Linked DNA regions of Mus musculus: all the other regions are linked to region 1. A link is a contact called in public Hi-C data. All regions are on one chromosome and are shown on one strand. Each heading gives the region's core, a stretch centred on a gene start, on an enhancer-like site or on the middle of the called end of the contact. The rest is flanking DNA. Distances are from core to core; before and after follow the strand shown.

Region 1 (3,495 bases), core at 274-2,773:
CCTTCTCTCCAGCCCCACAAGCTGTGCATGTATAAAGTACATATTATTGGATGTTTCTTGCAACTTTGGGAGGGAAACATCTTTTTTTTTCCTATTTTTCTTCTAAGAACCAAGTGTTACAAGTAAATTAGATAGAATATCAACCCTTCAAAGCTTATATGCAAGCTCTCTGTGCTAAACTGAGTGAGAAGTGGAGTCCAGAGACACAGAGTACAGGACCTGTTCCCCAGCACTTACAGCTAAGAAGCAGGGCTGGAGGGCCTGTCTACCCGTGCCCCTTCTAAGAGCCCCACAAAACATATGTACTTTCATTTACAGCAAACCACAATGAAGAAAAAAAAGGCCTATTGTGACACATGGCTAAAGCTTCTTTAAAAAATAGAAATGGGTTCTTTTTTTTTTTTTTTTTTGGTTTTTCAAGACAGGGTTTCTCTGTATAGCCCTGGCTGTCCTGGAACTCACTTTGTAGACCAGGCTGGCCTCGAACTCAGAAATCTGCCTGCCTCCGCCTCCCAAGTGCTGGGATTAAAGGCGTGCGCCACCACTGCCCGGCTAGAAATGGGTTCTTTAAGGCTACTGGTAACATGGACTGAAAGTTCTGGAATCTTCAAATTTGTCTTAGCTGATCTACACAATCACCACAGGCCTGTTTATATAAAAAAGTATGGCACATGCTTTGATTGCCACAACTAATAAATCCGCACAGCCTCCCTCCCCCCACCCTTTTTTTTGACATAAATCCTCTTCCCCCGTGGCTCTTTAGTATGCAAGGCACATCGGGAACATTAGCAGTGCAAAGGGATAAATAATCTGGTAATTGATCTGGGATGTGCAGATTTTTACCTCAAATTTCTGTTTATGGTTGAAGGTCATAAGCTATACAAACCTCTATTGATCAGCCTCTTTTCTTTAAGCAGAACCTACTGTATCTGTTTGTGCTGCTCTCCCAAAGTCAAACAAAAGGGCACACACGGAGCTAAGCCTCAGCTTGGCACTGTGGACATGTGGCCCGGCTCACTCACGGTACAGATGTTTTCAATCTGCACAGTTTGTCTTTCATATCCATACGCGATGAAACAGCCTTTGCTTAGCCTGGGAGACATGCCAGCGAGAGAAGACACAACGCTTAACCCTTCACAGGCACCGTCTCTACTCCCTGTGGGCAGGAAGCTGGGAGGCTAACGGGAGATATGTCTCGGAGCTTTCAGAGATGCTTCTGTTCATAGTGGATGTGCCTGGAATCAAAGACCCCCTTCCCATCCTCTCCCATCACCATGCCCGGTCTGTACCCCAGAGACCTTGACAGTTCCTCCACGCTGCACCTGTGGAAACAGAGAGCAAGAAATTGAAGGGGAGACTGGTTAGACCCGAGCCCCTGGCTGCACTGTTTCTTCCCAGGGCAGGAGGAAAGGGCAGCCGCTTCCCTCAGCTAATCAGGCGCTGAGTAGGTGAAGGTGTCTTTTTCCAAGCTGGTTTAGTCTCAGCTTGACTGGCTCATTTTCCTGAATGCCAAGCCACGGAAGAGAATCCATCTGAGCCTTCACTCACTGCTTCCTATCTGGACTTGAAGTCCCCACAGCAGCCACTTTCTAACTACTGAGTGTCTTCAAGTGAATCGTTCAGCTCCCTGGAGTTTCTGACCTCCATTGTAAATCTGTAATGCTATTGATCTCAAGCTACACCTTGAAAGTACATAGGGTGCTGTATTAGAAGCCCCTCAATGTGTATGGCCCACTCTTGTATTACAAGAGCCTCTTTAATTGTTGTTTAATATAAAATGTTCTTCACTGGGCTTCAAAATTCAGATAAGATTCAAAATAATATGAACCGTACAAGTTAAATGTTACTTCTTCAATAGGAAATCTTTGTAACACCTAATTAACTCTTTCTGCCTCTATCTGATATCTGTCCTTCTTTCCTCCCTTCTCCCTCCCTCCCTCCTTCCCTCCCTTCCTTTCTCTCTCTTTGATCTTTATCTCTCTGTGCCTGTTTGTCTCTCTGACTCTCTGTCTCTGTGTTTCTCTCTGTGTGTTTCTCTGTCTCTCTCTCTCTCTCTCTCTCTCTCTCTCTCACTCTCTCTCTCTGTGTGTGTGTCTGTCTTTGTCTGTCTGTCTGTCTGTCTGTCTGTCTGTCTGTCTCTCTCTCTCTCTCTCTCTCTGTGTGTGTATGTGTGTGTGTGTGTGTGTGTGTGTGTGTGTGTGTGTGTAGACCAAAAAGACAACCTTGACTGCTCAAACACACCATCCCCATTTCTTTTTCTTTTCTCTCTGTCCTGGGAATTGAACTCAGAGTCTCTGATAGGCTAGGCAAGCATTAAGCATTCCACCACTAGTGTGCACACATCCCCAGGCAACCTAGCTTTGTTGCTTATTGTGTTTCTTTGAGACAGTCTCTCACTTGCCTGGAAGAGGCTAAGCACGTGAGCTTCAGGGATCTATCTGCCTGGCTCTGCCTTGCCAGTTCCGAGTTTACAAACATATGCTGCTTTGCCTTAAAAGCAAAAACAAAAGCAAAGCTTGGATTCTAGACATTGAACTCAAGCATTTACCAGCTGAGCTCCTAGATCTTTTCCATATTCTGAGAAGACACTCCCAAACATAGCATGATGTGCCTCCCATGAAATGTACAACAGCTCAGCAACTAGACACAAGAGTCTATCAACAGAAGCAAGCAAGCTTAGATTCCAGGATTGGTAATGGTCACCATGACCTTTGTTAAACATAGCAATTTATAGCTCAACAGCTCCATTGCCTATAATTTTATATGGAGATTTCCCCATCACTCCCTGGTCTGCGTATCCCTAGCAGGCCACACTCTCAGAGTTGAGACCAGAGGTTTCTGACTCAGAATTATGGTTCTCCCCCAGCTTATGTATTTGCCAGTCTGATAGCCCTTGAGTCTTTTTATTCTGGAGATATTGAGGTCTTGCTTCCCTCCCTGCCCATGAAACCTTGAAAACATCCTAGAGAGGTAAGAAGGGATGGTGATCAACTACAAGTTTTCCTTGGAGAGAAGAGAGCTAAAAGCCAAACCTACTGATGCTCTTACAGCTTCCCTGCTTTGAGCCTAGCCCCTCCCCAGACTTGCCTCTGCTTTCTGACCTTGCTCTTGCCCCCTCAGTACTCCTCCTAATTTTATAAACTCCAGATGGATTGTTCTCCAGTTTAGCTATACGTCTACATGTGTGTGTTATATATAATATATAATACATATAATTAAATTTGGCGACCAATCCATCTGGACATTGATATAATACTTTATCTCTCTATACATACATATGCAATATATGCTTACACATGTTATATAATACTAACTATTCAGCTTTCGCACTTTATTGATCTAGCTTCATCAAACAAAACCATTTGCTTCCATGCTATCTGTCTTAGTGGCTGCTCTCTTCAAATATGTATTTAGAAGCTTAAAAAACAATACACACAACTATGCAACTATGGGGGAGTATTTAAAAGAATATAAGTGCCTGTTGAACACTGCCTC
Region 2 (3,345 bases), core at 601-3,100, 440 kb after region 1:
TTCTTAAAAAATCTGATTGTGTCATGTTCCTTATAGAAAGTCATGGGTTCGCTGTAATGCTTTTGTTCAGATACGGCACATACTTTGGTTCATTCATCGTGACCCTCTTCCATAAATATGTCCTTTCTACTTTCATGTCATAGGTGTATAAATATACATGCAGTCTGATAGTTAGTGTCAATTTGACAGAATCTCGATTCAGTTGGGAGCTGGGCCTCTGGGGAAATTATTGAGAATTCTCTGGGGATTGCTTTGAGGTGGGATGACCCTCCCACTATGGGCAGCACCATTCCCTAGGCTTTATAGATGGAGAAAGAGAGGTGAAGCACTACATGTTCATTGCTCTCTGCTTCCTGATTAGCTGCTCAGGCTCCTGCTGCCTTGATTTTCCTGACATATTTAAACTTGGAGACAAAAAGAAACTCTTTCCCCCTGGGTTGATTTTGTCAGGATATTTTATCGCATACAGCAAGAGGAAAAAAAAAGACTCCTACGTGTGCATGGGGCAGGGGCTGTGTACGATCTAGATTCCACATGGGAAAGAAATGTGATGTTTTCCTTTCTAAGTCTTAAAAGGATCCATGATCCGCTGAAGAATGATATCCTGGACTCAAATAGTATGTAAAAGCAAAGAGCATTTTATTCTACAAATGTCCAGCATGCTGGGGTCTCCCATTACCAAGATAGAGAGTCAAACAAGTGAGCTTGCAGGCCTGATTTAAAGCACATTAAGGAATTCTGGGGTAGGTGACCTCTATGTTAATCTGTTGGGTCCATCTCTAATGGCATTTCATTTCATTTCTGGAGTGTGGGGGCTGGAAATTTGCTGGAGAGGTCTGGAAACTGTTGCTGAGGAAGTAGCTTAGGAAGTCTGGAAACTGCTGCTGACCAATTGCCCTTGCCTCGGGCCAGGTGACAGGGCAGCTTCTGAGGCCTGGACCTGCCTGGCATTGCCCAGTTCATGGAAACAGAGATTTAGCTCTAGTCTCTTTAACTGCCAGTTGGAAGCCTGTCATGGACAAGTTCACTGGCTTCATGTTCATGAAGTAGCACTGACAGTCTAGCTTTCTCAGTTTGTCTTATTTTTCTTAATAGGATGCTCTCTGAGTCTGCCCCTTTTCCCTACTTGCTGAAAGCCATGTGAGCAGCTTCCGTATCCTGTCTGTTACAAATGGGGCTGCGCTAAACACCAGGGTGCAGACATCGCAGCAGTGGGCTCACCTGGAGTCCTCCAGGTGTATCCCCAGGGCTGGTATTTCTGAGGTATTCTCTCATATAGGTCGATGTGTGGGAGACAGAGCATGCCTGTGGATGTAGGCCTCCATTTTCAGGTAAGGCTGGGCGTCACTTTGCATGGCTGTCACAAAGCAACTCTACCTGCCTCATGAGAGCAGTCCTGTTCCACAATGATTGAAGCAAGGACCACGGGAATAGCTCAGTGAAGCAGGCATGGGGCCAGCACTTATACTGTCCTGATGTTGAGAAGGGAGAGCAGGCAAGAGCCTAGAGTTGTAAAATCCACCCCTGCTAGGAACCCTGGTGTCTAGCTACCTCTGATCTGCCACGTGATAGCATAGCAGCCCTTATTGGTTACACAAACACTGCAAAGAACACCTGACTCCTGTCCTTGTTCTCCTGACCAGGTACTCTCAAGAGCCTGCAAAAGCATTTGACTTATAACCAGCCCAGTGTTTATGTGATGCAAGCAGGCGAGAACTTCAAATACAATAAACTCAGAAATGGAATAGAGCTGTTAAAAAACAATCACCCTACCAGTGCTCGCTATGTGATATCATCCTAGGCATTTGCCTGCTGACAACCTGCCAAAGTAGCACTGTCCAAAACCACGGAGTTTTGTAATGGGTAGAGTCACACAGCTGATAGAGAGACAGGGACCGGATTCAAGGCTGAGCTATCTGTCTCCAGAACAAGGTTACTAACGCACAAAGAATCATCGAAAGGATGCCAGGCCAAATTTAAATTTCAGATAAATAAAACACTCTCGTCTTCGTACAAGAACACCATGTAGTCAGCCTGTGTCTTGGATCAGTAGTAGCCTTCAGTGTAGATTCCACATGAAAGAGGCAAGACCAGCCCAGGTCCCAGTGCCTCCCACCCTGCCAAGGCTATGAAACCTGCTTGCACCTCCAACCCCACCAGTCTTCCCTAGCCACAACTGCAAAAAAAACCAAAAAACCAAAAAACCAAAAAAACAAACTCCTCACTCTCACTGCACCCCTCCCCCGGAAAGGCTCGCCTACCCCACCCCACCCCCACCAGCCCTTGTAACTGGTCTTGTTCCAGAGGGAGAGGTCTGTGGTTGTTCCTGCCAAGGCAGAGCTCTTGGTAAGGCAGCAATCAGGGCTGGACACACAGCTGTGGCCTTTCTTGCTCTGAGCAGCTCGGATGCTCCCTGGAGCTTGGGAGTGGATAGAAAAGGCTGAAGGACACTCCTGCTCTCTAAAGAGACCCTGGACACCAACCCTGGCGTTAGGTTAGTCTGAATGTAAATGTAGCAACAGATGCATCTCCTCGGGGGGGGGGGGGGGGGGGGGGGGGGGGAATGGGAAGTCCTGACTCAATTATGTAGGGTAGTGGGTCTGATGAGAAGGAGGAGGGCCCATGAACAACTCCACCCTACACCCCAGCACACACTCCTGCCCCCTCCAACCCCCAATGCTTTAAGCCAGAGTTTGTAAGCACTAAGCTAGAGCACACAGCAGCAGCTCAGATCCCCTCTTTGTGGCACAGGCGGGAGGGAGGGATCCAGATGTGGATTTTGAGATTGCCATTTGGGGTGTGTCTTGGGGGCTAAGTGCCATGAAGACGCGCGGCACCCCTGCGGTTTTATGACCATGCTTAGCAATGAGTGATTGGCCTGTTCGGCTCTGCAGAAGAGGTCCAGGCCTCCAGGCTTGACAGTGCAGGCTCCTCCCCGGGGCCCAGCTGGGCTGAGTGGAAGCACAGCCTTCCTCTTGCCCTCCGAAGCCTCCTTCCATTTCCACAGAAGGGCTTCTCAGACAGAGGCCTCTGCTGCAGGTAACCACGGGCCTCTTTCTCTTCACAGCGCTTCTCTGCAACCACAAACATGTATGTTTTTTGATAAAACTCCGAAAATTGTACTAGACCCTGGGGGATCCCAGTGGCAAGGTGGGTGTTGAGAGACGAGACCCAGCTACTCTAGAGGTAGCCTGTGCTGTTTGTAACAATTACAGTAATACACCTGAACCCCCATTGTCGACACGGCCCGCCACTCGGGGGCTCATTAGTATTGTATTAGGGCTGCGTGGGGAAACAGATAATGGCCCATAATGAAAAATGCCAAATTTTCTATATAATAAAAAT
Region 3 (3,391 bases), core at 501-3,000, 490 kb after region 1:
GATGGGTGGCACAGAAGGGGGGAGGAGAAGGGGGAGAGAGAGGGAAGAGAAGAGATGAGGAGAGGAAGAAGAGAAGAGGAAGAGGGGGACAAAAAGGAAGAAGAAGGAGGAAAAGGGGAAGGGGAAGGGGAAGGCAGAAGCATCCAGGTATGTATGGAAGCCTGAGTTTATCCAAACCAAGACAAAGGGATAGCATGAAACCTCTGGACAGCTGTTCTTGCATCTCTACATTCTGGGGTATGGTTTGGGTTATGTACGTATGATTTAGATTAAATCCAAGGCCTACCTTTAACATTCTTATGGACTCTGTGCACAGTCACGATTGCGCAAACATAAGAGCTAGCAGAAGAGGAATGTATACTCCCTTCTTCTGTGAAGAGCGTCTCAGGAGTCATTTACAGGACTGTTCCAGAAGCCTGTGACCTGACCCATAATAGACATCCAACAGATACACCCTTCCCCATGTGTCCTTGCCTGGCTGGCTCCTCAAGGTTTTGAGCATCTCCAATGTAGATAGAGTTGAGATTACAAATCTGCAAATAAGAAAGAGGAGGAGTAAGAGAAGGAGGGAAGAAGGATGAAGAGAAGGTAGTGGTAGGGGAATAAGAAAAGGAGGGAGGACATTAAAATATACAGAGCAAGCATAGTGCTGCCAAGTGTGTTTCTCACACATCCCTGACAACTACCCATGAGGAAGACATCATCAGACTCATGAAACTGTAGAGGAGCCGAGACGTCGGAAAAGGGAATCTTCACTGCTTTGGCTCCAGACACCTAAGTCACCGAAGTCTGCCTAGATTCCAATTTCCTAGTTTGCATTTTATCACCTTGCACCCAGGACCTCAAGTCTGGTCTGAACTGTCTCATCCCATAATAGTCTTTGTCACCAAAAACATCCAGAAAGAGGAAGTAAACGAGAAAGCATATGACCTTAGTCTCACTCACCCAGATTTAGACAGAGAGGAAAGCATTGCAAGAGATGACACCAGAGCTCACTGTTTCCAGGGAGGGACACACTTGAAGAGACAGAGGCTGAGACTCTACTGCAGACACTGCTGACAGCTCTCTGGGGAATGCTGAGTAACAACTCCAGTCTCTGACCCTCAATATCCTCACCTACAGACTGAGCATTTGGATGACTCCGGGACACAGAAGCCCCCATCTCCAACATATATGTCATCCTAGGCCCTACGTTCCAGATAGCAAGCTGAAATCTGGGGAACCTGTATTTTTTTCAGGCCCTCAGACACAACTCTGTCTCCTCCATGTAGCCTAAACCAGAGATAAAAGTTAAGAAACTTGACTCTATGGGCTAGAGAGGGGCTCTGTGGTTTAAAGTGGCTACTGCTCTTACAGAAGGCCCGTTTGGTTCGGTATATCCATATTGGGCAGCTCACTCCCTCCTGTAACTTCAGCTCTACTGGAGTCAGCTCCCTCTTCTGGCTTTCATGGGAACCTACGTGCATATGTACAGCGTGTGTGTGTGTGTGTGTGTGTGTGTGTGTGTGTGTGTGTACAAGAACAAATTGAAAAATTGAAAAAAAAATTTTAAATAAAAATAAAATAAGGAAACTTGAATGGAGAAGGGACAGAACGCATCCCTGATCAGCTTCAGCCAAGCGAGGATTATTCTGCAGTTTCTATTTGCCAAAGGAAAATTACATTCCACAACACCCAGAGGAGGAGGTGAAGGGAGGAAGCTGCTGCTTCCAATGAGGACTTCATTCCAGAAATCCCACATACTGGCCTCACAAGAGCCCTAGTGTGATAAAGAGATGACTATTTCGGATGAGAGGATCCAGTCCTCCGGGAGAGGTGGGAGGAGGACAAGGCCAGGGCTCACTCCCAGGGAAGTGCAGCTCAGCCCTCAATTGCGATATGGATACTGCATTTCCAGGGTAATGACTTCAACCTGGTGGAGCCAAAAACCTGTCGCCATTAAGTATGTTTTCAATTGGGAAATGGAAGCACATAGGTGCTGGCAGCAACACAGGAAAGCAAGTCTTCATTAGAGCCTGAGAGTTCACGCCCACATCTGGGCCGGGCGGTGCGGCCGCTGCCAGGCCTGGCACAAGCTTGTGCCATCTCTCAGCCTCAGAAGTCAGAATGGGAGGACACCATTTTCTCAGTAAATTTCCGGGTTTTAAAAACAACTGCCAGGACATGGGGAAATGGCTCAGTCAGTAAAGAGTTTGCTATGGAAGCATGACAAAGCAAGCTCAAGTCCCTAGAACCTCTGTATGAAATCTGGGCACAGTGGGACATGCCTGTAATTTCTGCTCTGGGGAGGTGGAGACCGAACCCAGCTGATTCAGGTAAGAAACTCTGTCTCAAAAACTAAAGGAGAGAACTACTGAGGTAGATGCTTTTCCTAGTTTCATTTCCATTGCTGTTTTCATCCTGAACAGAAAATAACACAACACAAAACAAAACAAGCAAACAAAAACAAACAAACAACAACAACAAAAAAAAAAAAACCAAAGAGGTGAAAGGGTCTTATACTTACAAACTATAATTCATTATTTTGGGAAAGTCAAAGTAAAGATGTACAAGTCAGGAGTGATCAATGAATGCATCCTTGTTTCCTTGCTCCCAGCTAGCTTTCTCCTCTGTTATAGTTTCAGAACTCACTGCCTACGGGATGGTGCCACCCACAATGGACTGTGTCTTCTACATCAATCACCAATCAGGCCATGCTTAGAAGTCAACCTAACCTAGATAATTCTTTATAAAGACTTGCTTCTCAGGTGATTCTAGAGTGTGTCAAGTTGGCAGTGAAAACCAAACCAGCACAGTACCTAACGTCAACCTCTAGCCTAAGCAAACACACACATATATGAACACACAAATGAACATATAACATGCATATATATATATATATATATATATATATGCCATAAAATCTGTTATTCCCATTTTCAACTGAACATAAGTTTTTCCTGATACCGCACATTTCTGAACACTCTACCCACAGCTCTCAACCTTCCACCTATGAGCCTAGGAAGACAGAACTGAGCACCCAAGTGAGTCTCCAACACTATTTCCTGTATATCCTTCAGGCATGGTAGCATGACATTGGACTGATCTGTCCTTTCCCCCCACCCCACCCCCAGACTCTGTCCATCCATCACTATACCTCACTCTTTTCCTCCTTCCCTGTTTTAAACACCATGGAAAGTGAACATCCCAGGTAGAACTTGATCTGTGGAGTCAGAAAACAATGGCCACAGTCTTGATCCTCATGTGGTTTCATATCTCGGCAACTTTCATTCTTGGTGAAATAGAAGAAGTGAAGACTCAATTCCCCAGTGTAGGGGAGTGCCAGGGTGGTGAGGTGGGAGTGGGTGGGTTGGTGAGGAAGCACCCTCATAGAAGCAGGGTTCTGGAGGGG

The links. Hi-C and Micro-C count contacts between places; a contact is called where the count stands out from the background.
Region 2: a Hi-C map of uterus shows a contact between it and region 1, with 2.2 times the contacts expected there. The contact joins two enhancer-like sites. A contact is called at or near these places in 3 of 484 Hi-C or Micro-C datasets (adipose-derived mesenchymal stem cells and uterus).
Region 3: a Hi-C map of uterus shows a contact between it and region 1, with 4 times the contacts expected there. The contact joins two enhancer-like sites. A contact is called at or near these places in 1 of 15 datasets of contacts at CTCF or cohesin (large pre-B cells) and 8 of 484 Hi-C or Micro-C datasets (adipose-derived mesenchymal stem cells, embryonic stem cells and uterus).

What each region holds. Positions count from the first base shown.
Region 1 is chr8:115,942,193-115,945,687 of GRCm38.p6, forward strand. No RefSeq gene overlaps it. Among named protein-coding and RNA genes, the nearest start is that of Gm31164, 37 kb to the left of the region's middle. Within about 2 kb of position 1,524, at least 58 of the 459 cell types and tissues checked have an H3K27ac peak or open chromatin away from gene starts, as enhancers often do. A contact at or near this core is called in uterus, where this site is marked.
Region 2 is chr8:116,381,356-116,384,700 of GRCm38.p6, forward strand. No RefSeq gene overlaps it. Among named protein-coding and RNA genes, the nearest start is that of Gm31278, 31 kb to the left of the region's middle. Within about 2 kb of position 1,851, at least 44 of the 459 cell types and tissues checked have an H3K27ac peak or open chromatin away from gene starts, as enhancers often do. A contact at or near this core is called in uterus, where this site is marked.
Region 3 is chr8:116,428,416-116,431,806 of GRCm38.p6, forward strand. No RefSeq gene overlaps it. Among named protein-coding and RNA genes, the nearest start is that of Dynlrb2, 75 kb to the right of the region's middle. Within about 2 kb of position 1,751, at least 29 of the 459 cell types and tissues checked have an H3K27ac peak or open chromatin away from gene starts, as enhancers often do. A contact at or near this core is called in uterus, where this site is marked.